Linked DNA regions of Mus musculus: regions 1, 2, 3, 4, 5 and 6 are each linked to region 7. Evidence: chromatin contacts called from public HiChIP or PLAC-seq and promoter capture Hi-C data. All regions are on one chromosome and are shown on one strand. The core of a region is the stretch at or near the end of the contact, and the rest is flanking DNA. Distances in the headings are between cores, read along the strand shown.

Region 1 (3,057 bases), core at 527-3,026, 920 kb before region 7:
GAAGGCCAATGACGTCAAGGTTTGAAAGCACAGTACAAGTCTGAGTATCATATCATTGTCTAGGAACAATTAGTGTTATGCATGGGGCTGATGGTTCATTTGGAGACATTAAACAGATAGGGAACGCCCACTGCCCAACAGACGAGATTGAGACTGGTGGCATGTGCCTGTAATCTCAACATACAAGAGGCTGAGGCAGGAGGATCTCAGAGTTTGCGTCTTGTCTGGGCTATACTGTAAGACCTTATCTCGAACAAACAAGGTGAGACCAGGAAAGAATCTATTTGAGAGTACCTGTATGAGGACAGTATCTGAAAACTGGTGAGCTTCAGCCAGACTCGGGAGTGTCCCAGACTCCCATCCCTGCCTAGCAATGAGGCGTGAGGATGAGGGACATCTATAACGGATTGATGAGTCAATCCCGATACAGACTTTTTGAAGCTTTGAACACACCTAGTCTCCAAAGAAGCAGGACCAGGGATGGCCATGAAACAGGGAGAGGTAAAATTCAAGAAGAAAAGGGAATCAGGGCTGGGCTAGGCAATATCACTGTGTACACTGTACCCCATCACCCAAGGGTCTCTGGAGACTCAACTGGAAGCTGATCTTGAGAGGGAGGCCAGTCAGGAGACCACAACAGCGCATTTAAGTTAGAATCCAAAGCTCACAACCTTCTTAGAATATATTACAGGAGCTAAGCCTCATTTTTATACAATTGCCAATGGTATAATACCATACCACAAAGCGCAAAATTATGGCTCGTACGGGCGAGACCTGCGAGAGAGCTTGGTAAATGCTGGTTATTACTTTGCAGCGTCAGCTCCTGGTTGAAGTCAAATCAGATCAAAGCAGTTTTCTCCAGTTCTCCTGCTCCCTCCTCTTCGTGGTTACCACCAAGAATTTCTGGAAAGGGTGTGACCACAGTAGGCAGAGGAGAGTAATGAGTATGTGAAGGACCAACCAAGTCAAGGCAAGTGGTAACCAGATTGCCACCCTCTCCGCCTCTGCTTCGGATTTCTTTTTGTAAGAAGTACAGAAGGAGGGCTATAAGGAAAAGAGCTGGGTCCTGGGGGGTGAGGATGGGGGCTCAGCCTGCTTTGCTCCAGATTCCTGGACGGATCCAGCACTTCCAGCACTGGCAGCGTGCCCAAGGTGCCCAGGGCCGGGATACCACTCCGGAAGCACCTGGTACTGAGAGAACGCGTCCTTTCTGGGAAGGTGGCTATGACCCTAGTCAAGGGCGCAGTTTCCTTAAGTCTCTCCCGCCGTCCCTGGGTAGAACAAGGAAAGAGACGTCCAGCCTCGGTCAGCCAGAAACACCCCCTTTCCGGCCCCCTGCTGGCAAGCTGAAAAGTGACCGTGAAGGTCCTTGCCCTGGGCAAAAGCCACGAGCTGTGTGTTACCTCCTCCTTGGTCATAAGAGGGTAAAAAGAGAAATGCTGAATTAGAAAGTGAGACGCCTCCTTCTGTTTTAGCTGAGCGACTCACCGACCTCCCTACCTCCTCAGGCGGTGTGGGATTTTGGATCTAGGTGGAGAGTGGCACTCACCGGTCCCACGGCCCGGGCGCCCAGCGTGGTAGTCCCAGCCCAGGCCGATTGGAAGGGCGGGTGGGCAGGGTGAGGCAGCGGGAAGAGCCCGTGGAGGAGAGAGAGCGCGGGAGCGGCCGGGAGAGAAAGCCGGGAGCTCCAGGCCGCCTGGCGGAGCACTGCAACCGCGGCTCGATGGCCCGGAGCCCGCCGGCTCCTCCCCAGGGGCGGGGCGTGCACACGCGGCGCGGGACGCACGTGGCCCGTCCCAGGCCGCCGGCTCCGGCTAGCGGGCTGTTCGCGAGGTGAGGTCTATTGAGTCCGGGGTGTGAGGTGTGGCGTTTCCGTGGCCTCCCGAGTTCTGGGTGGGAAAGTGCGGTTCCCGAGAGCCCTTGCGCTGCTCTGCTGCAGGTCGCGGTGCCCGAGGCTGACGCGGGCTCCGGGGACCCTCTACCTAACCCGCCTCGCCCTGGGGCGGAGGGGAGACGCCCCTCCCACGGACCCGCCGCGCGGCTAGGTCTGGAGAGCACCCGGCCCAACCCAGCTCAAGACCCTGAAGGGCGTGGGGAGTTCGGCGGGGTGCGGACTGTTGCCATCCCCGGCGGGGGCGCGCGGAATCTGCGGTCCCGGAAGAACAGGCTGAGCCGCGACGGCCGGAAGCGCGGCTCGCGAGGCGGAAGCGGAGGGTGCCCGCAGTTTGCGGTGGGAGCCTGTTCTGTCCACGCCGGAGACCCTCAGTCGTGGGCAGGGCGTGGTTGTGGCCAGGTCTGCCAGGAAAAAAACTTAAAAGGCCAAAAGAGCAGGGCCACTTACGGTGAGGTGCTGGTGTATTGTCAGGGACATCAATTCACATCTGACTGTCGGATGTGTTCTCTCAGGGTGCAACTTTTCAGACATTAAAATGTGACAGGTTTTAGGTTGCATTAAAAAGAAGCCACTGGCGCTGGTATGCACTGTGCATCCATTCTGTCCACCTGCTTCTTAATCTGAAAATATGGCTGTGTGTAAAATAGGAAAAGAGCAACCCGAGGCTCATGCATTCTTTATGTACCCAATGTTGAAACCAAGGGCCCTAACTCTAAAATACATTTACAACTTCTCTCTCTCCCTGAAGTCGTCCCCCCCCCCCCCCACACACATGGTTTGTTGGTGGTGGTGGTGGTTTTTAGACTTATTCATTATGTATACAGTGTTCTGCCTGCATGCCAGAAGAAGGCACCAGATCTCGTTATAGATGGTTGTGAGCTACCACATGGTTGCTGGGAACAGAACTCAGGACCTCTGGAAGGGCAGCCAGTGGTAGCACATGCCTTTAGGTATTGCAGGGGATCGGGGAGGTAGGTGGATCTCTGTGAGTTCAAGGCCAGACTGATCTACATATTAAGTTTCAGGATACATGGCCAGACACTGTCAAAACCCAACAAACAAAAAGAGCTGGGCAGTGATGATTTTAATCCCAGCACTCTCATGGCAGAGGCCTGAATTTGAGACCAGTCTGGTATGCAAAACAGTTCCAGGACAGCCAGGGC
Region 2 (2,758 bases), core at 162-2,661, 740 kb after region 7:
GCAGAGATAGTAGTGGCTGGCCATGAGCACGTGGAGAGTAGGGAGGGGAATGAGGAGAGGGAGGAAGTGAGTAAGGGAGCAAGGGCAAGAGGAGAAGAGCAGAGAGCAAAAGTGAGGAGGGGGCAAGCAGTCCCTTTTATAGTGAGTCAGGTATACCTGGCTGTTGCCAGAAACTGTGGGCAGAGCCTAGACAAAATGCCAACCCGGGCTGCTGCACCTGGTACCTCTCTTTCCTCCCTCCCTCTCCTCCATCTCCTAAAAAAGCTAGGGACATGTTCATTCTGGACGCTCCAAGAAGATTCTGCCCCGTGGCTCTGCCTCCCTTTCAATCCACAAACTTTCTCTTCCACTATACCTGGGACCAGTCCTCTTCCTTTCTTTTTATTTCTTTTTCTCATACACATGGCGCCGAAAACCAGGACCAGTCATGTTTTCTTTCTTTCTTTCTCTTTTTCATTCAGCCAAGATGAAGGATTTTGCCCAGAACCACTCCGGGTCCCCAGAAAATGGCGGCAGAGGTAGTTTGCAGAGTCATCTAAAGGCGTATACCCATAAAGCCATTTGGCTTTCCCATCAGGTCCAATTAGAAGCAAACACATATCTTTACGTACTTCCTGCTTTTGTACCCAACCCTCCCCCTTAATTCAGGCAGGGGCATGCATGTTTCCTCACTTACCAACTGGGGGCAGGCTCCTAGAAGAAACTTCCATGCCGATGTTTCAATGTTTCGTTTTGGTAACACAAACTAACAGGCAGCCACGAAAACTCTTGACCAAACTCAATGCAGTAAAGAGTGCATTTTATACAGGGCTTTTAATATGAAGTTTCCTCCCCCCCCCCCCCATCTAATATATAGGCTAACTTATAATTGGATTTTTAAAACCTTCAGGTTGGATTTTAAAGTTAGCCTGGATGCGGAGGAAGGAAGGGCCAGCCAGGCGATACAGAGGGACTCATGTGAGCCTTGTGGCAGAAACTAAAACCACATGCTGGTCTCCTTGTCCTTTCTTGACAGCCTTCAGGGAGGGTGACAGGAGCGGTTGCAGGAAGGATGTGATAAATCTCACATACATTCAAAACATTTCTCAGGCCTCATGGTTATTTTCTGTGTTTCCTTCTCTTGCTCTCCATGATCTGAGGATATTGTTCCTTCCGCACTGGTCAGTTTCTTCTAAAGAGGCCCCCCGTGTGATTTCAGTTATATAGCAGGACTTTCTGACCCAGAAGCAGTACAAATGATGACACAGAGGCTATCGGGTATTTTAAAGCTTAAGCCTATAGCTGGGCAGATTTCCAACCAACTTTCTAGTTCATCCCGATTTGTCCTGGCATTACCTTCCATGTGTGGCCAGCTCTGCGTCTCTGCTCCTGTTCAGGTCCATCTTTCATCTCCGAGGCCCCAGGCGACTTTGGCGCCTTTGCTTTCTTTTTCCAGAGTCCCTCCCCAGGAAGTTCTGCCCTCCACTCTCTGCCCAGCTATTGGCTGTCAGCTCTTTATTACAGCCAATAAGCAAGTAAAGAAGGTCTAATATTTACAAAATATAGGACCTCTGATAGGCCACAGAAATAATACTAAGAGGCAGGCAGATTTCTGAGTTCGAGGCCAGCCTGGTCTACAAAGTGAGTGCCAGTGACAGCCAGGGCTACACAGAGAAACCCTGTCTCGAAAAAAACAAAAAAACATAACAAAACAAAAAAACAAAAACAAAAAAACCCCGACAACAACAAAAAAAGAAATAATACCAAGATCCGGCTCGCACTCAGCTGTCTGGCTAGTGCTTAGTTTGCTGATGGTTTATCCCTCAACATTGAGTATATAGAGAGCCACCTTCACATAATGCACCCCTAACTCAACTACAAGGATTTTGCTTTTACCTTTGGTGCCAGATCGTTAGTCCTGGTTTTACTCAGTGCTGGCCAGTGGATGAAATCAAGAGTCATGACCTTTTGTCTTCTCTCTCCTGAGAAGATTCCATACAGCAAGCCTGTAAGCTCCTCTCAGTAGTCTTGGTCCGTATTTAATATTTCATAAATGTTTGCTTTAAATTTGGCCTGAAGTGGTTGCGTTCATTTTTTTTTTTCCCAGCAAAACCCAGTATAAACATAAACCCTGCAGATGCACTCAGGCGATGCTGGGAGGCAGAAATCAGAGTGGCCAAGGACCTGGCACAGTCATCAGTGTTCCAATGTCTAGTTGCACAGCTAAAGTGAGAATTCCCCAGGATGCCTGGTACTCCAGGGATTATGCAAGGATGCCTCTGAAACAGACTCCTGTCCATTACATTCTCCTTGTCAGACTGATGGAACCTCTATGAGACACTAGTCATTTGTTACAGTTGTCTTTGATGTCATGTATATTTTGGTCTCTTAAGTCAATATCTGATCCATCTTTGTGTGTTAAGACTTGGAAGGCTATGAAACTAGATGACACAAGAGGGACTGATGGACCTCTGAAGGAAAGAAGTCCAATCGTTACATGTCATTGTCCTCTCTTATGTATCTATCCTATGTTTGTATGTTCTGACTCAGGGCTGTAAGGCACAGCTGCACCCAGGGCTCCAGGTGGTGCCTAGCTCCACCTTCAGCTGCTTCTTGGGAGCAGGAAAACTGCATTGATAAAAACTTCACATCTCAGAACACTGAGTATGCATAAGGGGATGGGGTTGGATGAAGGATTCACAAGTAAATCCCCGGGCTCAATGGAGAGCTTTGTAAAACCTGGGGTCCCACATGGAAGCCAGGCACTGCCAAACTGCCT
Region 3 (2,863 bases), core at 12-2,511, 670 kb after region 7:
CCAGGGGCAGTGGTGGTTACACCTGTAATCCTACTGCTTTGGGAGGCTGGGGCAGAAGAATCCTGAGTTTGAGGCCATGGTGGGCTAGCTATACAGACTCTGTCTTTAAAACAAAATAAAGGGGCTGGAGAGATGGCTCAGTGGTTAAGAGCACTGACTGCTCTTCCAGGGGTTCTGAGTTCAATTCCTAGCAACCACATGGTGGCTCACAACCATCTGTAATGGGCCTCCTCTAGCATGTCTGAAGACAGCGACAGTGTACCCATATACATGAAATAAATAAATCTTTTAAAAACAACAAAATAAAAACCCCAAAATAACCCATTTACCCCTTAACTAGTTAATAACATAATCCTAACGAATCTTACAGACTACCCAACCTAGACTATTAAAGTTCTCAAATCTACTATTAGAGCTTGTGTTCCCCTGCCCCAGAGAAACCCTTCCTGCTGTCAGCTCTGCCTCTCCATACTGCTGCCACTTTACACAGGAAACCTTATCTCGATTAATCCCAAAGGAAGGCTCTGCCCTTTGAATTACAGAAGCAAAGTTTGTGAAACCGATTCCGCTTAAAGATCCAGACAGACATGGTGGTACCTGATTCCAAGTTCCTGCCATGCCAGCAGGTACCTAGTTCTCTGCCTCACAGCACTCATCTCATGGCAACTGGTGTGCCAACTATGCGCCAGTTCACGAGTTTTCCCCCATCTCTCCCACCAGCCCCATCTCACTGAGTTCCTAAAGAACTGGGGAAGCGTGTTAACAGCCTGGAACAAAAGGGTTCAATTAAGTGACCTTGGTAAGCCTAATCCCATGGCTTTTAATTAGAAATGCATGAGCACAATTTATAACGCCATCTTACCTCCAAATGTCACACGGATAAGGACCATACCTCGGGCATCTTCAAGCACTCATTCCCCCATCCTCTAATTCATGGCGCTCTGCACAGATTCCTTTGCTGACCAGAGAGGACTTACACACAGGTTCTCAAAGCAAAAAAAAAAAAAAAAAAAAAAAAAAAAAAAAAAAGATAAAAGTCCAAACCCGCCAACTTCGGGAGCCTGAAGCCATCCTTGGTAGGGAAAGAGGACTGAGGACGGAGTCGGGGCTTCAATCGGCTCCCAACCTGGATTCTTCATTCCGCAGTCTTGGACAGGGACAATCTGGGCTGCAGAGGATGACCCGATGAGCGCTAGGACACTGCGTCCGGGGCACACTGGCTTCCCGCGTCCTCTCCCCTCCGCCTCTTCGGGCCTGCATCCCACAGCCCCGCGCGCGTCAGTAAGCCAATCCCACGGCAGCCAGAGCTTCACGTGACAACTATAAGGCGGTGCCTGCATGAAGAGCAGCCAATCGAAAGGTGAAGTGAAAGCAAGGGGTGGAGCTGACCTAAAGGTGGAGGCTGCTTCCCCGGGCTTTCTAGGCGTCTGGGTCTGTGTCTCGCGACTTAGGCCTGTGGTTTTTGCTCAGAAAGCGACGCTGGTTTTCTTCTTACACAATTCTCTACTCACGGGACTCCGGGCGACTGTTAGGCGTAGTGATTTTACCATTGCTTCGATGGAGAATGGGGAGAAGAGAGAGACTCCTATCTTGAACACTTTTTAAAAAAAAAACAGATTTTAAAAATGATCTATTTGTGATTATACATGTGTGTTTTGCCTGCATTCGTGTCTGTGCACTATGCCAACACAGAGCCCGCAGAGATCAGAAACAGGTATCAGATCTTCTGGAACTGGAGTTACAGATGGTTGTGAGCTGCCATGTGAGTGCTGGTAATCAAACCCTGGTATTGGGCATTCTAAATAATTAAAGATGCCCTGAGAAAAGTGCAGCTAAATATCAAATTGCCAAGGCCAGCACGGACGATCTCCTGGGAGAAGAGACATTTCATTTAGGTCCTGAAGAGCCTTAAGATCTCCTGATTCCCCCCTGGCGTGGTGATGCACGCCTTTAAACCCAGTACTTAGGAGGAGGCAGAAGCATATCTTAGTTTGAGACCACCTTGATCTAATAGGGAGCTCCAGGATAGTCAGAAGTATAGAGAGACAGAAAGATCAAGAAAATTATTAAACTCAAGATGAGTTAGCTGAAAAATCTAGTTTTCCAAATGTTGGCAAAGCTAAAAATCATTGTTGGGGTGCTTCTCAAAATTCCGTGAACTCTAGAAACAAGCAAAGACCTGTTAATCGTCCGTCGTCCAGTGTAAAAAAGTAATAGTAAAAACTCCAAATTGATTGTGACCCATAACTGACCCAATAGAATACTTCAAGCACTCCAGGAACAATTCTGAGTCACTGCAAAGTTTAAGGACTCCTGTGTTAGTGATAGGAGATTAGGAAGACAGGCTGAGACTTTGCTAAGAGCACAAACCAGTTGGATGCAAACTTGAAGAGTAGAGGGAGACTGAATATTTCAGAGGCCAAGTAATGAAGTGATCAGAGTAATATTTAAGGAAACAGTGTACACGCATGTTCAGAGTGAGACAGTGTAAACACTCCGAAACTGATTTCAAGAGCTAAGAAGAGTTAAGTGATAATGACAGTGGAAATGGAGAGGTGACAAACAAGGATTGTGATGATCAATAGGGGATTGGCAAAGGGTCTCAAAGAAATAAAAGGGAGCATAGGAAGTAACAAAGTGTTGCCTATACTAGACCATCTGTCTTAGTCAGGGTTTCTATTCCCGCACAAACATCATGACCAAGAAGCAGTTGGGGAGAAAAGAGTTTATTCAGCTTACACTTCCATACTGCTGTTCACCACCAAGGGAAGTCAGGACTGGAACTCAAGCAGGTCAGAAAGCAGGAGCTGATGCAGAAGCCATGGAGGGATGTTCTTTACTGGCTTACTTCCCCTGGGTTACT
Region 4 (2,961 bases), core at 287-2,786, 990 kb before region 7:
CTGGGATTTAATGCTGAGGATTTGTTTACCAGCTACCTGTGCACTTTCCAGTTCCGCCAGGACTATGCATGAAGGAAGGTGGTCCTGCCACTAAAATGGGAACTGTTGTGTGAAGAAGTCAGCTGAGATGGAGTCCTACCTACATGGCCCCAGGTCACTGGCCAGGTCTCATGACCTTCTTGTAGAGTGCTTTCTGCCCAGAGCCCAAGGACACTGCCTAAACTCTTATACTCTTTATCCTTAAAACAGCACCCAGGAACACAACTACTAAACCCGGTTTGTAAACGACAGAATACTTTATACGTCTTAACCAACGTGAACAGCTACAAGGCACTGGTTAATTTAAAAACATTTTCCTTTTTACTAAGTCGTTTTAAGTGCCCAACCCCTAGACACACACACACACACACACACACACACACACACTCCGCCCTTTAACATTATATTAGTTGCTCTTTTCCCTCCACTAAGAAGGAGTTGTTGCAAGATGCCTTACATCCTCCAAACTAAGTCCTGCAACGGGGAATACTCTCTCTCCTTCTGGTCTGAGAGACCCCTCACGTCCCCACCGTACGCCCCACTATCCATTCCAGGGCAGAGCACCCAACTCTGGAAGGGAGTTCTGGCCCGTTGGACGGGAAAGCTTCCCTGCGGACTAAGAGATGAAGTCTTCGTGAAGAGCTATGGGGTATTGGAGAAGGTGCCAACCGCTAGAATCGCCTTTAGCTCCTTATCAAATATTAACACGCCTCTACCTCCACCTCCCACCTAGAAGAATAATTAAGAGCTCGGTCTCACCATTAATCTTTAAACGAAAATCACCTTGTCTGGAAAGACCGGCTTGGCCAGGGACTTGGGTCTTAGGATGCCCCCCGCCAGGCTCCCAATCCAGCACTGGGGGAAGGGGAGAAGGGAGCTTGAAGCTCAGAGGGCAGGACCCTAGAGTCAGAAGAAGGGAACACCGGGACCCCAATACATCCAACCTGCTGCGCTTGTTCTGGGTGGGCAACAGTTACCGGTTCAGAGTCTCTGCAGGACAGTCGGCCACTCGCCACCCACGGGCAAACCCAGGAGAACCAAGGTGCGAAAAGGACCGTGGATCCAGGCGGGTCAGAGAAGCATCCTCACCACAGATCACACGAGCGTCCAACACGCGGACACCCCGCGGCCACACACATGCGAGCACACATCCCCCTCTCCCGCAGCCTCCCGCGGACACGTGTAGGCGCCCCCGCTCACACAACCAGGTCCGCTGCAGCCTCACGGTTCCCTGCACGAACAACGCGCAGCCGGAGCGCGCTAGCAAGGGTACCGGGTCCTGGGGGCGCAGAGGGTCACCCGAGGATACCTTCAGTAGAGGGGGCCACGTATGCCAGCGCCAGCAGAGCAAGAAGGAGCTGCATGGTGCTTGAGGGGAAAGACGCTGCCCAGCCTAGGGTCAATCACCAATGAAGCCACCCTAGGCGTCGCGATCATGCTGGTGGAGGCTTTATAGCAGAGCCACGACCTAAGGGAGCCCGGACGGCTAGACGTGGGAGTCGGCTCCTCCTCCTGGCGGAGCCTCTCTTCGCCTTGTCCAGTCTCAGATCGGAAAGAATCATCTCCCCGCCTACCTTGCTACCTTGCTACCTTCGCCCATGGCGAAAAGACCCCTCACCCACTCCGCATCTTCAGGGCTTAGAAGCGGAGTATCCCCACCTTGCCCCCATCCTACTCCTGTTAACTGATTCCGGAAGAAAGATGAGCTATCCTCAGGTACCTGACCCACGGGGTATCTTCCCAGACTCGTAACTTCCATCATGCTGCCACCAACTGTTCAGGGTCTCCTAGTGTGTCCTTGTAATAAACTTGATTTGGGGCAAGATGGAGCCAAATGGTCTCAGGGAGACGGAGAATCGAGACGGTTGAAAGCTTTGCAATGCTGTTTGTTGAAGAGATGCCCGGTGAGAGGCTCTTTGAGGAAGCGGTAGCTGACGCTCCAGTCTCATCTTTTTCCTTCCTGGCTATTCCAAACTTGATTTTGTTTTGCGTTTTCTTTCTCGGGACTGGAGATGATGGTTATGATGACGACGACGAAGATCCTCCTCCTCCTCCTCCCCACCCCCACTCCTTTTCGTTCCCTATTTCTCATACTAGGCAAGCACTCTACCACTGAGTTACATCCAAACTCAATTTTAAAGAAACCAAGACCCGTCTTCCTACCTAGAACTAAGCTCCCTAAAACGTGGTTACTGGTGGGTCTTGTGCTAAGCCAAGAAGATGGGGTGGAGTGGAGAGTCGGGGGGCTGGAAAGGGTATGGAATTAAGGGGATGGGAAAGTGAGGAGGGGGCACGGAGACACAGTAGAAAATTGGTTTACTAGAAAAGCCCACGATGTCATAGGGGAAAGGACTGGTGCTTTTGAGATCTGATGACAGTAGATGACAGTTGGGGAAGAGAAAAAAAACTAAGGATCTGGATATATCCCTAATTCTCCCATCAGACAGGAAGAGTCCTCAGCAAAGAGTAAACGGTCTCCCATATCTGGGAAATGGATCTGGCCTCACTTCCAGGCAAGCACTACTTGTTACTCTCTGTGGAGGTCCCTTACATCTCACAGATGGGGAGTCTGCGCATCCCTGGGGAGTTTCTAGGACAAGTCTGGGGAGATGAACAAGGAATAGCAGTACACCTGGACTCCTCCATCAACAGGAAGCCCTATTTTTCTGGTCCAGCTACTTCCCTATCCGTTGCCAAATTCTCTTCACATCACCCTCTCCCTGCCCCAGCACCAGCCTTTGAACCTCTGTAGGGGAACGACTCCATCAGAACAATCCAAGCAAAGGAGCTTCCTCCCTTCTTGAGTCTGGCCTGCTCCTCTCTCTGGCCTAGGATCACAGCCTACACCGGCAGCTTTGATCCTACAGAGAGGTTGGAGGAGGGTGTCCTCACCAGGCTTAGGGTCTCATTGTCTGCTTCTGC
Region 5 (2,824 bases), core at 16-2,515, 770 kb after region 7:
AGGGTATGAAAGCACTAGGGAGACTTATGTAGGAAGAGGTCTATCATGTGGGTGGAGGGACAAGGGAGAGTAAAGAGGAACCCATGACCAAAGGACATTCCACAGATGATAATATTACATTGAAACACTTAATTCAGTGCAATTTAATACCAATTAATAAGAAAGAGGCTCATGAGATTGGAAAAACATCGCCATCAACAACACATCAACTTTCCTTCGGACTTTCTATTTGAGGTCTTTGGAAGCTGTAGTTGCCTTTGCTGTTTGAACACTAGAGGGCACTGACAGCTAAAATGACAACTACAGAACCAACCTTACAGTAATAAGAGTTGGTTGGTTGGAAGGCTAAGGTGGGGCATTACAGTGACTTGGCCTATATCACATAAATGCAACTTTCCTCACGGGGCCACTGTGGTTGGGTAGTCTGTCCTACACCTGCTCAGGCAGGCTCCTTTCCTCAACCTCTTCTGGCATGGTTCCTGTCCTCTACCTCTTCTGGCATGGCTGAACTCTGCTCCTTTCCTCTCGCTTCTTGGCAGGAAAATCCTAAAAGTCCCCCCTTTGTCTGCCCTGCCCAGGCATTGACTGTGGGCATCGTTACTTACCAACCAGAACCAACTGGGGGCAGCCACGAAAACTCTTGACCAAACTCAATGCAGTAAAGAGTGCATTTTATACAGGGCTTTTAATATGAAGTTTCCTCCCCCCCCCCCTATTTCATATATAGGCTAACTTATAATTGGATTTTTAAAACCTTCAGGTTGGATTTTAAAGTTAGCCTGGATGTGGAGGAAGGGAGGGCCAGCCAGGCGATACAGAAGGGACTCATGTGAGCATTGTGGCAGAAACTAAAACCACATGCTGGTCGCCTTGTCCTTTCTAGACAGCCTTCAGGGAGGGTGACTAATTACAGGAGCGGATATATTCAAAACATCGCTCAGGCCTCATGATTATTTTCTGTGTTTCCTTCTCTTGCTCTCCATGATCTGAGGATATTGTTCCTTCCGCACTGGTCAGTTTCTTCTAAAGAGGCCCCTGTGTGATTTCAGTTATATAGCAGGACTTTCTGACCCAGAAGCGGTACAAATGATGACACAGAGGCTTTTGGGTATTTTAAAGCTTAAGCCTATAGCTGGGCAGATTCCCAACCAACTTTCTAGTTCATCCCGATTAGTCCTGGCATTACCTTCCATGTGTGGCCAGCTCTGTGTCTCTGCTCCTGTTCAGGTCCGTCTTTCATCTCCGAGGCCCCAGGCATTTTTGGCGCGCCTTTGCTTTCTTTTACCAGAGTCCCTCCCCCAGGAAGTTCTGTCATCCACTTCCTGCCCAGCTCCGGTGAGGGTGGGAGGCAGAAATCAGAGTGGCTAAGGACCTTGCACAGTCATCAGTGTTCCAATGTCTAGCTGCACAGCTAAGCTGAGAATTCCCCAGGATGCCTGGCACTCTAGGGATTATGCAAGGATGCCTCTGAAACAGAGTGCTGTCCATTACATTCTCCTAGTCAGACTGGCTAAACCTCTGTGGGACACTTGCTTCAGTCCCTAAAATGTAGCATTATAAAAAATTAGCAGGTCATAAAAGTATCTGTGTGTAGCTGGGGGGCTGGGTGTTCACAGCTACACCACCATGTGGAGGTCAGAAGACAACTGGCTCGAGTCAATTTTCTCTCTCTCCTGCACAGAGATCCCTGGGGCTGGGCTCCTCAGGCAAGGTGGGAGCTGCCTCCATCCACTGAGCCATCACTTCACTGGCTCCCACTCTTAAGTCTTTCCCCAAGGTTTGTCCTGTTGACCTGAAAACCTGACTCTGCAGCCAAGCATGCCATTACTAGGACTCCATTGCTCTTTCCCAGTTCATGTCCCTACCCAGGTCTCTGCCCCACACTGTTACAGTCATCCTTTACTTGGGTTCCTCCTTCTGACTTTCCTATGTTAATCCAGCTCCTGACCTGATACCCAAAGAGGCTGACATTAGGCAGGCAGCTGCTGCTTTTGTTGAAACTCTCTGCCAATGATCCTCCCGTGAGTTCCCGTAGCTTTGAGAGTGCAACAACTTCCTAGGTCATACATGATGTGTCCCACTACTCTCACGACTTCACACTGATGTCACCTCCATGAAACAAGTGTTTCTAATGTGTCTCAGCCCCAGTGGCTGTTGTGTGGAGGCAGAATGGTAGGGTGATCTCTAGTCCAGCTACTGTGACAGGTGTCACGAGGTGCTCATGCAGCTATGATAATGTGTCTTCTCACTTCCTTGGTCTTCAAAGGTCTAGGCCATAACTCTGAAAACCACAATCGCAAATCTTCAAAACAACTAAAACCCCAAAGCCAGAAAAACTTATCCTGGAAAAACAATAAGAATTCTTTAAGAGAATTTGATGACGTTTTGTTAAGATCATTTATTTTAGAAATATTAAAATGGCAGAACCTTTGTTATCCAAATTTTTTTATGTATAACTTCTCAGTTAATAATGAAGCTTTGTTGAAGAAAGATACAAGTAGAAGAACTGTATTCATAAAAACACAGATCTGAGGACAGAGCACATGAAAAAATGAAGTATATTTTAAAGATGAATTGTATTGATAAAGAAATAGATCAGAGCAGAACATGGCTAAGGATAATGGGGCCTGTGAACACCCAACTCATAGCCCCCATTATCAGAACTGTCGTGATGGGCAACCAGTCTTTTGATGAACTCCATCAAATGTCACAACAGGTTACCACTGTATGTACAATAGCTGCTAAGGGCTAAATGTCGAGAAATTTTATCCTTCACAAACGTAGATTTACAATAAAGACATTTCTTCCTTTACAAAGGAAATAC
Region 6 (2,798 bases), core at 45-2,544, 550 kb after region 7:
CAGTGATCAGCTCCGGTGACGAGAGGTAGAAACCCGGCCAGGCAGCCGGGGAAAATGGGGTGGGTGAGTTAGGGCATAGGGTCAACCTAGTGTTGGGATAAGGGGTCAGTCAGATCCTGAAGGCCTCCACCTATGAGTGGGGATGCACACCTGTCTTTCCCAGGCACAACTCCCTCATTCTTATTCTTTTCCTGGCTCTGCCCCTACAGAGACTGATCAAAACAACCTGAGACCTGATGGAGGCAGAATCTTAGGCAGTTCAACTGAGGTGGGGACAGGGACACAGAATCATCACTAGCATAACGTGACCCCCTCCCGGGCACCATCTTCCCCACCACCATCAGTCCCCCACAAACTCCACATCCCCCAACGTAGTAGCAGCCCACCCTAGTGCAGGAGATAACAGAGAAGTGGGACCTAGCATCAAGGAGAGAAAATGATCCTTTGAGAGGTTTCCTCTCCACACCGTCAAACAAAACAAAAAGAATTTTAGCCCCGGGGGCAATCTGGCTTTGGGGTCAGGGGTGAGGGGCACCCGGCAGGGACCATTGAGTTAAGGCTGGAAGGTAGGTGGTTGCGTCTCTGGGGGCTGCTGGGCAGGGAGGTCTCCCTGGATGAGGGAGAGCTCAGCCTTCTCTCCCTGACGGCTGTCGGACCTCAGCCCTCGGACCCCTTGGCTTCGGTCCTTGGGACACTTGCATCTCTCTGCCCTTTGCCGGTGGCGCTGCCGGGGAGAAGGCCTGGCATCAAAAAGCTGCCAGGATCCGCGACAAGGGGACGGACAAAATGAGAGCCCTGTGAGCGGAGCTGGGGAGCAGGGAGAAACACCGGAAGGTAGACAGGACAAATGAGGACTGGCAGACACCTGAGAGGACAGACATTGGAAAGAGGGACATGGGGTAAAGACAGATACACTGTGGAGAAGATGGGCAGGGGCCTGGCCAAGACAGCACCTCCTCACCCCACCCTCCATTTCACAAGCTCACCCCTTGGCCCACAGGTTGTGGCCCCTCCTGGGGCCGGGCACTACACTACAGCACTGAAGGTGACTGACCCAGGGAGACCCAGGTGGGAGGGGAGGACTGGGGAGTGGCGGGGAGACTCCCTCTCACCCTCTGATTCTCGTGGGGGAGGTGTGTGGCTGTAGGGGTGCTTCAGGCCCGGAGCCCAGAGTTCTCCTCCGGGGGTTTCCTGCTCTGGCCCTGGTGTCCCGCGGGAGGCTGGCCCCGCCCTGCCCTGCCTTTCGCTGGGACAGTGCTGCTGCAGGGCGCACGCGGCGTCACATGATGGCGCAGCGGTTGCGGCGCAGCGCTCCCTGGAAGCGCAGGGCAGCGTGCACGTGTTTGCAGCGGGCGCAGCCCACACTCTTGAGCAGCTCGCTGAAGAGCAGCAGGATGTGCCAGTTGTACTTGGCCGAGCACTCCACGTAGCCGCACTTCCAGGTCTTGCGCACCAAGTGCGACACGTTCCAGCGTGGAATCACGCGTCCGCGTTGCAGGTCGCGCTTGTTGCCCACGATGATGATGGGCGTCTCCGAGGTGCCGATCACCCTGCGGGTGGAGGCAGAAATTTGGGGGCGCTGCCAGTCTCGCAACCACTGGGCTCCGCGCTAGCGTGGGCTCTGTTCCAGGTGCAGCCCCAACCCCTTGAGGAAGGTTACATCTTTAAAGAACTCATCCAAAAAGGTCGACACTATTGTTCTGCCTATTTTACAGACAAGAAAACTGAGGCTTATATGTCAAAACTGATCCGCGACCATACACTCCCAGCCCCTGCTCTTCACTATTAGTATAGCCAACGTCATAAGTCGGGATCCCAAATGAGTCAATAGAAGTGGGATATTAGACCCACACCTGTAATTACAGCATTTGGGAGGCCTGAGGTAGGGGGATTTTGAGTTCAAAATCGGCCTAGCAACATAGTGAAACCCTGTCGAGAGAGAGAGAGAGAGAGAGAGAGAGAGAGAGAGAGAGAAGAAAAAGAAAGGGGGTGGGGACTCGTGGGAAGCAGAAAACTCAATACATTTCACTTGTGACCCCTCCTCCAGCAACCCCATCCATGTACCCCTCTTTTGGAGACAGGCCAGCATCAGGGCATCCACTGAGGTAGCAATAGATTGTCAGAAGTCCTCACCTCGTCTCCAGGATCTGCTGACGGATAGTCTTGACGTACTCAAAGCTGTCAAAGCAGCAGATGTCATAGACCAGGATGTAGGCGTGGACGCTTCGGAGTCCCCTGCAGCAGGCATCTGCCCACTCCTGCAACACCCCCGGCAAGTACCACAGTCAGAGCAGCCATGAGGCCTCCCAGCCTCCAGTCACCCTGTCAAACCTACACCAAACTGGTCCTTTCTATCCTGTATCCCCAACCCCAGAGGACCAGGCCCTAGGACCTCAGAGCTGGAACTCCTCCTCCCCTGTCAGATAGATAGAGCAAGCCACAAGCTGGTTACTTCCTGGCCCACCACACTATTTTGTGAGGATTTGTGGGTTGGATCTGTCTGATCCATCCATCCAGTCCTTTGTTCAAAGCGCATTTATAAATTCCCCTAACAGCACAGCCCTGACCTAATGGTTGTATCTACAATAATATGTTCCAAGGCTTAGCTGAAGCTCCGATTTACCACTTTTCCTGCAAGCAGAGGACTATACCCACCATCTCCTGTGTCTGAGGCCATGGATTGTACTCTGGTTACAACTATCCTATTTCCGGTTCCTCAACTGCAGTGAGCACCCAAGAGGGTCAGGACCCGGTTATTTTCATGTTACACACTATCTCCTCTGTTCCTTGTTTAATGA
Region 7 (2,704 bases), core at 98-2,597:
CTGAGCAACACACTGAATTTTTCTGTGCCCAGGGGGTCTTCCTTTTTTTTTTTTTTGAAAACATTTGTGCCTAAAACATGAAATTCTTTGAAAATTTCTAGGACTGGTCCCATTATTACTCATACATTTGATTAGATTAATAGAATGCCACTTTAGAAATTGTCATCCTGTATATATTCTGCAGGCAAAAGCAATTTCTAATGCTCACTAATGAAAGACCCCAACGAAACAGTGACAAAACCAGAGGAGGAAGGAAAATGTTTTAAGTTTAAAGTCAAAGACTGTAGAGGAAGCAGAAAACCTGGCCACACACCGTTGCTTTATTCAAGTGACTGCTTTTTTTCCTTCCGTGAATGAGTGTGTGTGTGTGTATTCACAATATGCACCTGAAGGAGACGGTTACTTTAAAATCTTTTACACATTTGAAGTGTAGGTGATTCCAAAATTAAACTATACATTAAAAAAAAAACCCAAATACTTCGCTTTCCAAAGATAACTTAGGATATTTAAAAATAAAAGCTAATTTTATCTCGGAATGTGTGTGCTATATGTCAGCTAATTAAATAAACACAAACTGAGTCATGATAGAAAGGGGAGCAGACTTTCTGGAATCAAACATTTTGTCAAATGAAAATGAACTTGAGTTACAAACACCCCTTTACCATTCTGGATACAGGGAGCATAGCCTAAAAATTATCTGAAATAGAACAAAGAGCAGATTTTTATTTTTAAAAGGAGCTCAATAAAGTCTGGAAGCTTTTGTTTTAAGAGGAGCATACTGCTCTTGGTCAGTGAATTTTCTTTGTTTCAAAATGTCTATTTTAAAAGGAGTCAGACAAATGTTTTTTTCTACTAAACGGGCTTTATCTCAAGACAATTACTAATTCAAAGGTCTTCAGATTTTTCTATTTGTATGTGAAGAAAAGAAAAAAGGACTGGACAGGACGCTCTATGAGAGGAAAGACAGTACTGTACAGTCTTAAAACGGTTCCTCCAGCTTTGCGACTAGACCGTCACAGCCTTCGCTCCGACAGCAGCTCGAGCCCAGCAAGCCTAGCAGGGACTCGCGGGCGCTCGAGGCCCCGCGGCAGGTGCGGTGGCGCCTGCACCCGAGCGCGCTCCCCGCGGGTCCCCAGGACGCTCGCGCCCCGCAACCGCCGCCCCTGCGCCCGGCCCCACCTGCCCACCCCGCCGACCATGGCTGCCCACTCCGCCCGCCCCGCCGACCCACCTGCCTGCCCCGCCGGGCCCCGCGCCCGCCCCCGCCGCGCCGCTGGCTCCGGCTCCCGGCCGCAGCGCCATCTTGCTCGGGGCCGCCGCCGCGCCAGCAGCTGTCAGCCGAAGACAGGCACTTCCGGGGCAGACACCGCCCCACCAAGTCGGGGCCGACGACGGGGCGGGGCTGCGCGCCCACGTGACTTCATGGCCCCCGGGCACGAGCGGCGCGCCCCGGTGGCATTCTGCAGGAGACACAGCACTGCGGCTGGTGTAGTTAGTTTGCAAACCCGGATCTGCACTAATGCACACAGTAGGTCCTGATATAACCAGATGATGGAACACAGGTGCTTTTCTGCTGTTCCTTTACACAGCAGTCGGATCCTAGAGGGCCTTTACAGCTGTTTCCCTTGGCACTCTCTCTTCAGCATCTATTACAGACACTGACAGTACCTTTTACTTAAGTCAATCTAGAGCATACATGGACCCAATACACACGAAGAGGATATCCTCCAAGGTGCCCTACTCATGTGGTCGGTTTTGCCATAGTGAGGCACCGTGAGCACATGCTGAACCTACACAGGGTATTTTTACTTTGACACCTCCAACCCTAACCAAGCTACCTGGAAGTAAAATGTGTTGAAAGTAAGTTTGTTAAGCTCTTAGATAATGGATCAATCACAACCAGTCCCTGCCACTTCTTGCCTTACAGCTTTCGCTGAGACAATTATAATAGGTTATTAGTTTACTAGACCAGTTTTATGTGCATTTAATAGTCTGATGTCCCTGAGTTATTACTGCTATTTTAGAAATGAGAAAAAAAAATCTTGAAAGAAGTTCTTGTAATATGCTCAGATCTTGGAGCTGCAGTGTGTCCACACCAATATGTCCTCAAAGTCCTTGGTCCTTTAACTAGGACCACGCCCACTATTTGTGAGATCTGTTTTCCTTGTTTGGTCTTGTTTACTATTTCACTTTTCCTCTTCCCTGGTCAAAGCTAGCATTTATATAGGAGAGTCCTTACTGATATGTATAGGAGTTTAAATCCATTCCTGACCCTTTTTTTAAAAAAAAAGCTGATACAAGTTTTGTAGCTACTTCATGGACTGGGTGGTTGCTCAGAAAAAATAAAGAGAAAATAACTGAATGGGGATTATCAACACGATCTGTTACCATCTCTATCTGCATCCGTCCAAGGACACTCCCCACCTGTGTTAAGAGTCTTGTTAGGATGCTTTGAGATCACAGCCCCATACCACATAATCGTTTCTATACTTCATCACTGCCGTTAGTTGCTAAAGAGTGGTGCTGTTAGCATACAAAGCTTCAGACACAGAGATAGGCACTTTTACTCTTAAAACACAGGAAAAGCTGAAGGTCTAAAATGAAAATGCAGCCGCAATGGTTTCAAGTGTATACCCACTTCAGGATATACACTGACTCAACTCTCTGCAAGAACAAAACAATTACAAACTTTTAGTTTTTATTC

What was found. Promoter capture Hi-C pulls out the DNA fragments that hold promoters and counts their contacts. HiChIP or PLAC-seq counts read pairs in DNA pulled down with a chosen protein or histone mark.
Region 1: a contact with region 7 is called in an H3K4me3 HiChIP or PLAC-seq map of embryonic forebrain, with 6 times the contacts expected there. The contact joins the promoter of Pigw here to the promoter of Synrg in region 7. A contact is called at or near these places in 4 of 39 promoter capture datasets (the C10 cell line, cranial neural crest, hippocampal neurons and 1 more), 1 of 484 Hi-C or Micro-C datasets (B cells), 1 of 115 datasets of contacts at active chromatin or transcription factors (embryonic forebrain) and 2 of 9 other capture datasets (adipose tissue and liver).
Region 2: a promoter capture Hi-C map of pre-B cells shows a contact between it and region 7, with 3 times the contacts expected there. The contact joins the promoter of AI662270 here to the promoter of Synrg in region 7.
Region 3: a contact with region 7 is called in a FOXA1 HiChIP or PLAC-seq map of pancreatic cancer cells. The contact joins the promoter of AA465934 here to the promoter of Synrg in region 7. A contact is called at or near these places in 6 of 39 promoter capture datasets (the C10 cell line, hippocampal neurons, liver and 2 more), 4 of 115 datasets of contacts at active chromatin or transcription factors (astrocytes, bone marrow-derived macrophages, memory CD8 T cells and 1 more) and 3 of 9 other capture datasets (adipose tissue, liver and macrophages).
Region 4: a contact with region 7 is called in a promoter capture Hi-C map of hippocampal neurons, with 2.4 times the contacts expected there. The contact joins the promoter of Car4 here to the promoter of Synrg in region 7. A contact is called at or near these places in 1 of 39 promoter capture datasets (hippocampal neurons) and 1 of 115 datasets of contacts at active chromatin or transcription factors (pancreatic cancer cells).
Region 5: a contact with region 7 is called in a promoter capture Hi-C map of neutrophils, with 2.9 times the contacts expected there. The contact joins the promoter of Slfn3 here to the promoter of Synrg in region 7. A contact is called at or near these places in 2 of 39 promoter capture datasets (neutrophils and pre-B cells) and 1 of 115 datasets of contacts at active chromatin or transcription factors (memory CD8 T cells).
Region 6: a contact with region 7 is called in a promoter capture Hi-C map of hippocampal neurons, with 2.7 times the contacts expected there. The contact joins the enhancer-like site here to the promoter of Synrg in region 7. A contact is called at or near these places in 8 of 39 promoter capture datasets (the 3T3-L1 cell line, the C10 cell line, the HPC-7 cell line and 3 more) and 1 of 115 datasets of contacts at active chromatin or transcription factors (astrocytes).

The regions. Positions count from the first base shown.
Region 1 is chr11:84,879,004-84,882,060 of GRCm38.p6, reverse strand. Pigw (phosphatidylinositol glycan anchor biosynthesis, class W) reads left to right here and starts at 1,776. Exons shown (of 2, transcript NM_001077636.1): 1 at 1,776-1,833. Myo19 (myosin XIX) reads right to left here and starts at 1,891. Exons shown (of 25, transcript NM_025414.4): 1 at 1,550-1,891.
Region 2 is chr11:83,222,229-83,224,986 of GRCm38.p6, reverse strand. It overlaps AI662270 (expressed sequence AI662270), which reads right to left and starts at 1,411. Exons shown (of 4, transcript NR_015519.1): 1 at 1,336-1,411; 2 at 677-777; 3 at 356-535.
Region 3 is chr11:83,290,097-83,292,959 of GRCm38.p6, reverse strand. AA465934 (expressed sequence AA465934) reads right to left here and starts at 1,261. Exons shown (of 3, transcript NR_028363.2): 1 at 1,127-1,261; 2 at 863-986.
Region 4 is chr11:84,956,329-84,959,289 of GRCm38.p6, reverse strand. It overlaps Car4 (carbonic anhydrase 4), which reads right to left and starts at 1,536. Exons shown (of 8, transcript NM_007607.2): 1 at 1,349-1,536. The coding sequence starts at 1,403.
Region 5 is chr11:83,189,771-83,192,594 of GRCm38.p6, reverse strand. It overlaps Slfn3 (schlafen 3), which reads right to left and starts at 1,265. Exons shown (of 3, transcript NM_011409.1): 1 at 1,187-1,265. It overlaps Slfn4 (schlafen 4), which reads right to left. Exons shown (of 8, transcript NM_011410.3): 8 at 2,379-2,824.
Region 6 is chr11:83,417,312-83,420,109 of GRCm38.p6, reverse strand. Rasl10b (RAS-like, family 10, member B) reads right to left here. Exons shown (of 4, transcript NM_001361568.1): 3 at 2,134-2,258; 4 at 1-1,550. The coding sequence ends at 1,280. Among named protein-coding and RNA genes, the nearest start is that of Rasl10b, 9.0 kb to the right of the region's middle. Within about 2 kb of position 1,294, at least 60 of the 459 cell types and tissues checked have an H3K27ac peak or open chromatin away from gene starts, as enhancers often do. A contact at or near this core is called in hippocampal neurons, where this site is marked.
Region 7 is chr11:83,963,074-83,965,777 of GRCm38.p6, reverse strand. Synrg (synergin, gamma) reads right to left here and starts at 1,347. Exons shown (of 20, transcript NM_194341.2): 1 at 1,232-1,347. The coding sequence starts at 1,302. It overlaps Ddx52 (DExD box helicase 52), which reads right to left. Exons shown (of 15, transcript NM_030096.2): 15 at 2,690-2,704.